2 separate regions of the Mus musculus genome follow, and region 2 is linked to region 1. Evidence: chromatin contacts called from public promoter capture Hi-C data. All regions are on one chromosome and are shown on one strand. Each heading gives the region's core, a stretch centred on a gene start, on an enhancer-like site or on the middle of the called end of the contact. The rest is flanking DNA. Distances are from core to core; before and after follow the strand shown. Region 1 holds the start of Arhgap10 (Rho GTPase activating protein 10). Region 2 overlaps Slc10a7 (solute carrier family 10 (sodium/bile acid cotransporter family), member 7).

The links. Promoter capture Hi-C pulls out the DNA fragments that hold promoters and counts their contacts.
Region 2: a contact with region 1 is called in a promoter capture Hi-C map of the HPC-7 cell line. The contact joins the enhancer-like site here to the promoter of Arhgap10 in region 1. A contact is called at or near these places in 3 of 39 promoter capture datasets (the C10 cell line, the HPC-7 cell line and liver).

The regions. Positions count from the first base shown.
Region 1 is chr8:77,516,399-77,519,491 of GRCm38.p6, reverse strand. It overlaps Arhgap10 (Rho GTPase activating protein 10), which reads left to right and starts at 1,585. Exons shown (of 23, transcript NM_030113.2): 1 at 1,585-1,862. The coding sequence starts at 1,709. It overlaps 0610038B21Rik (RIKEN cDNA 0610038B21 gene), which reads right to left and starts at 2,436. Exons shown (of 1, transcript NR_028125.1): 1 at 914-2,436.
Region 2 is chr8:78,621,076-78,624,168 of GRCm38.p6, reverse strand. All of the region lies in intron 5 of Slc10a7 (solute carrier family 10 (sodium/bile acid cotransporter family), member 7), which reads right to left. Among named protein-coding and RNA genes, the nearest start is that of Gm39203, 52 kb to the left of the region's middle. Within about 2 kb of position 1,643, at least 50 of the 459 cell types and tissues checked have an H3K27ac peak or open chromatin away from gene starts, as enhancers often do. A contact at or near this core is called in the HPC-7 cell line, where this site is marked.

The DNA.
Region 1 (3,093 bases), core at 336-2,835:
CCTAACATTCAAACAGAGAAGCCCAATCCTGTGTGGGAATCATTCTTATTCAAGCCAATACTCCCCCACTCCCACCCCCACCCCCAGCTTTGTTTGTGAGACAGGATCTTGCTATGTAGCCCTGCCTGGCCTCATACCAGGTAGTCCAGGTTGGCCTTAAACTCTCTATCCTCTTGCCTCAGCTTATGGGATCGAGGATTACTGCAGCCTCAGACCATATTCCTGCCTGGGTTTAGGGTTTTGTTTCTGCAGAGCCTGGAGTGTGTTTCGCTCTTTTGCCAGGCCCTAATTCAGTCTCCAGTTTTTCCCTCCCCCTTGCCTCTTTCTTTCCTCGGTAGACTCCTTGCTGATTTTAGTAGGAAATGAACCTTTCAAACTGCCTAGGAGTTATTGGTAAAAGTCTTTTGAAGTCTGAGGATGGACATTAAAGTGGCCTCATCTGTGGCACTCAAATGGTGCTGTTATTTAACAGAGTTTATAGAGTAGGCATATTTAGATGCTTCCCAGAGGGTTAAGACTCCTCCTACAGCTCACGGGCCAAACAAACTCTTAATTACTGCACTCAGTCGGAACGTTTTTAAAGAATCACTTTGAAGTTTCCTGGTACTATTACCATCATTAAACCTTTACATGTAAACATGTGTTGTGAGTTTGTGAAAAATGTATGCCATGTGTGCACCTGGCACATGTTAATTGCTTAAAAATTGCTAGTTGATAAAGTGTCTCCAGTGTAAGATTTGCTGTATACATTTGAGGAAGGTATTGAGTTCTGCTTTAGAACGCATGGAATAGGAAAGGAGTTTTGTGGGCGCACTGACACGAATTCACACTTGTCCACGCAGCCTCCCATGGTGAAAAACCACAAAAAGTCTGGCATTTACTTTCGGCGGGCTATTTTTAGCAGATCGCCTCTCCTACCCGTGTAAATTTAATCTCCAGAATAGAACACAAGCAGGGTCAACGCGGTTTAGCCACACGCTCCCTTGTCCTAAGCCATTCAGTATGGACACGAAGAAAAATGTTCTAGAATCTGTAGAGTCCACGCTGAGTTGGAGACGTTAAGCATTCCCGCGAAGGCAGCTGATTAGACAAGGAGAGAGAGCACCCGGCGTGCGAGCCCTTGCACAGCGAAGCACCCTTCCTTCGGTACACAGATAAAATGAGTCAATCATTTCCACCCGCCCCGACTTTTAAGTCGTCTGATCTCGGGGACCGAGGCCTGCTATTACAAACCCACCATCCCGTTCGGTCAGGCGTCCACTTCGGGGACCAGCCTGAGTCACCTGGACCTTGTGAGCCGAGATCGGGGAGGTGCAGGCGTCCGGGGGTGGAGGGCACAGACTACGTTCTCCATCGCCGCTGCCTCGGAAGGAAGAGGAGGGGCGACTGCGCGTGGGGAAGAGAAGGAAGAGGCGTTCGGGGAAGGGCAGGGAGGAGGAGAGCCGAAGGCGCCCGGGCGGGAGAGCAGGGGCGTGCGGGCGGGGGCGGGGCGGGGCGGGCGCGCCCGAGGCGGGGCGGGGCCGGGCGGCGGCCTCTGCTGCTGCCGGGGGCTGCCGGGATTGGGGAGCTGCGCCGCGTACTCTCCAGGGTCGCTGGGCTGGGCTGGACATGACCGTGCTGCGCTCGCCGCGCGCTCAGCCCTGCTAGCCGCTCGCTGCCGCCGCCTGGGAGCCCAGCTCGGCCTGCGCCCGCGCGCACCGCCGCAGTCATGGGGCTGCAGCCCCTGGAGTTTAGCGACTGCTACCTCGACAGCCCGTGGTTCCGGGAGAGGATCCGCGCGCACGAAGCGGAGCTCGAGAGGACCAACAAGTTCATCAAAGAGCTCATCAAAGACGGCAAGAACCTCATCTCTGCCACCAAAAGTAAGCGGGGTCCTGTTCGCGTTCGGGCTGCGGCGTGGCGAGGAAGGCGGGAGGATCGTCTTCCCCGGCCAAGTGGGATGGCTCAGTGCTCCTAAGACCGGGCTGGAGGAATAGGCGATTCCTTAGGGGATAAGATAAGCTCCAGGGCATTCCTCTCCCAGGAGGTTCGGGCGCGTTCCTTTCCCCGATCCTGGCCCTCGGTGGCGCGGGAGCGAGGAGCTGTGCGTGGGAGCTGCCCCGGGGCTCCCGCCTGGCCCAGCTGAGCACGCTTTGGCGCCGGCCGGAGCGAATGGAGGCTCTGCTCCGGAGTCAGGTTTTACTGCGCCCTAACGCTGCTTCCAGTCTCCCGCAAAATAGAGACATCAATCAGTTTGATAGTTTTGTCTCCTAACATTTCCAAGTAATTTTTTTTGGAAATGCTTTGGGACTCTGCCTGTAGTTGATATCGTCAAAAGTCCTTTAAGTTACACCTCTTATGTATCCCCTTTCTGCCTTGCGCGACAGCACCGACCTACGTCCCTCGTGAGCTAAACCAGAAAGTCTACCTGGCTTTGTGCTGCCTTCTGCACATTCCTCTGTCTTGTGCTGAGGCGGGTTCAAAGATTAGGGGTTGAAAGGGTCAGTGGGCAGACTGCTCCAGGTTCTGGCCTGCGAGAAGTGCCTGTGAGTAGGAAATTCTACTCTTCATGCTCGAAGCTGGCCACCTCAGTTCCATCTGTATTCAAACAAGCAAGCTAACACACCCTCAAGCCACCTCTGAAGACAACAGAAAGAGAGGTGTATCGAAGCTGTAGTGAGTCTTAGGAGTAGAGGCTGGTTGAAATTTGTGCAGAAACGGTTGTAATGTTCTATAAATGGGCGTTCTCCAGGACCAGGTGCTGGCATCCAGGCCACCCTGGAACCCTGAATTCATTCCTTGAGTTATTGCGAACACCCCTTTCCCTCCTTAAAAGGCCTGATAGTGCAGGAGCCAAGCATAGGTGCTCTACCTATCCTCTTGGGTTGGTTAGGTTCCCTGGCTCAATACTCTCCATCTCTGGGCGTTTATTCCATTTGTTTGTAGACAGCACCCCTGGAAAAAACACCCCAGGTACATTTTCACCCCACCGTTTTGTGTCCAGGAAGATTAAAACGTACTGAGTGTACATTCTCATCCACCCAATCAAGTGCCTGGCCTAGTTAATATTCACTTAATGAATGAGTTGAAATATTTTTTTTAATGGGAAGAATT
Region 2 (3,093 bases), core at 394-2,893, 1.1 Mb before region 1:
TGTGCACTTCCAGCAGCATGCGGCCCTTAGGTGCACGTAATTACCTTCCTGGGTAAGCTTTTAGAAGCTGATGACTCTCCTGGGGAGAGGCTCAGTTTGCTCCAGGCCTGGGTGTGGTGATCAATTTCTAACTGGTCCCATCCCTATCAGTGCCATTCCTGAATCTGCAGGACATGAACACCATGGGGCAGTTACTGGTTCAGGGACAGCTTCACTCAATAGCTTACAGATTTCCAGGGACTGCACAGGGCAGATGATAGGGGACCTGGGGCCATTTCCCTGTCTGTACCCTCAGTGACTATAGGGAGCCGGCATGCATTTTAATACTCAGTAAATTTACAGAAATCACAGAATGCACATCATCAAATAGTGATCATGTGTCTTAAAAACTAGGTGTGGTGGCTCACGCCTTTAATCCCAGCACTTAGAAGGCAGAGGCAGACAGATTTCTGAGTTCGAGGCCAGCCTGGTCTACAAAGAGAGTTCCAGGACAGTCAGGGCTATACAGAGAAACCCTGGCTTGAAAATGAAAAAAACAAAAAACAAAAGACTGACTTCAAATGGTACTGCTCAAGGCATAGTGAAGGACCAGAAGAATTGTAGATATTAACATGGTATACTAAAAAAAAGCCTTGCAGCTATTTTATAAGGAGCCAGGATAGATGCTATTGTCCTGAGAAGTCCTTAGTATAGACATATTCTTAATATATAACAATGGCTAAATTCCAGAACTCAGGAGAGTGAAAATATTCCAAAAGCATTTAAATCAAATCATTTTTAAATTTCACATAAAAATCAATCATTATATATTGTGTTTTCTCATCAGAAGGTATGCAGCTTTGAACAATGTAAAATTCCAAAACTCAATCTAGACTCACAAAAGCTTCTCTATCATGGGCCCCAAATATCTCCATACATCAAGATCTACTTAGATTCATCCTGGTGGGCTGGAGCTTTTGCTAGGGATGAAACCTGCTTTCCTTGGTACCTTCCCAAGTCCTTACAGTATCTTCTCCATGATGACCTTCAGAGCTGCACCTGTCACAGCTTGCAAGCACTGCTGTCGGCGCAGTGATCACTCTGTTTTGCTTTCCATCATCAATTCAGAAGACTTAGGAAAGTAAATAGATATGAGCAAGTAATTCAAGGTGATTCTCGGAGACTGGACGGTTTCTTAGTAACAGTAAACAGGCCATGTCATAAGTCTTGATCCACATAGTCCTCTGCAAATTCTCCAAATTTATGTCATTCTCTCAATCACCATAGGTTACTCTCCTGTTCTAAATCTGGGCAACGTGAAGCTTAGAAGGAATCAACAACGAGCTACGATGGCCACTGAGATATGACTTCACACTGGTGTCACATGCTTTATAATAATAACAGCAATGAAGGCAGCTAAGAGGTTATGACACTCAAGGAATACTCGCTGAATGGAATCCGTGTTCTAAGCAGCACCTATTCCCTTGATTATATAACATCAGATGGGTGTGGTAGCAATGCCGAAGGCTGAGTTAGGAACCCAGCTGGGCGACCAAATGAGATCCCATTCAAAAAGGAAGGAAGTCCTTCTGTCACTGGGGTGAGCTCTGAGGTTTTTATAGCTTAGCCTCACCTTACTTCCTGCCTCTCCTGCCCACTTCCTGTGAATGAATAAACATGTGGCCTGTCAGCTTCCTGCTCCAGATAGCACATTTCCTTGACTGTTGCTGTGCCTTGCATATCATTTGGACTTTATCCCTCTAGACACCTTTGGTCATAAGCCAAACCAAAACCTGTCTTTCCTATGCTGCTTTTCTTGGGGTATTTTCTCACAGCAACAGAGAGGTAACTATGATATCTTATTCTGGATTGTTTCATATCAACTCAACATGGGAGGGAAGTCATCTGGGAAGTGGGAACCTCAACTGAGAAAACGTCTGCATCAGATGAGCCCGTGGGTAAGCAAGTGCTGCATTTTCTTGATTGATGGTGGATGTGGAAAGACCATGCTCACCGTGAGTGGTGCCAACCCCCTGGCCTGCTTGTTCTTGGGTCAGAAAGCAGGTTGAGCTTGCCACAGGGAGTAAGCCAGTAAGCAGTTTCCCTCTATAACTTCTGTTTCTGTGCCTGGACTGAGTTCCTTCTCTTCTGACTTTCCCAGATGATGGACTACAAGTTGTAAGATGAAATAAACCCTTTTCCAGCAAAGTTGATTTTGGCCATGGTATTTTGTCACAGTAACAGAGATCCTAAGATATTTGTAGTAGCCTACTTCTATATAAGTATCAAACAGAAGAAGAGATAACAGTACAAGCTTTCAGGTGTTTGACTCTGCAGCTGGCCAACAAGGAACGGAATGAACTTTGATATGATACATAACCCTAAACATACACACATATGTACATACAGAATCTATTATTGGCATACATGAGATTTAAAGACACAAAACGATTCACAGTTAGAGGTTAAGCAGGCATATTTTCATTTTTTGTTTGTTTATTTTTTGAGACAGGGGTTGTCTGTATAGTCCTGGCTATCCTAGAACTCACTCTGAAGACCAGGCTGGCCTCGAACTCAGAGATCTGCCTGCCTCTGACTCCTGAGTGCTGGGATGAAAAACACGGGGATGTCAGTTTGAACTCAGAGCCTAAGAAAAGTTGAAAGAAGAGAAATGACTCCACGCCCACACAGATATGTCACAAACACCACACAAAAGTTAATAATAATGATAATAGTTATAAAGGTGAAAAATATAAAAGCAAAAAAGGTTTTAGTTTAAACGAATGCAACTTGAAAAGGAAGGATTATTCTATTAAAGTGAATAAATAGAAACAAGAAAGGACACATATTGATTGGCACATCATCCCGCTAGAAGTCAGGGCACATGACTCCAACAGTAGCACTTGGGAGGCAGAGGTAAGAGAATATTGAATTCACAACCAGTCTGGATTAATGTGTTCAAGACCAGCCAGGCCTCCCAGGAAGTGTCAGACCAGACTGGGCTGCATGGCAAAACAACAGCAGCAGCAACAACAGCAACAACAACAACAACAACAACAACAACAACAACAACAACATAGCTCATCCTGCCAGCAAAGTGTCAAGATGTCGGAT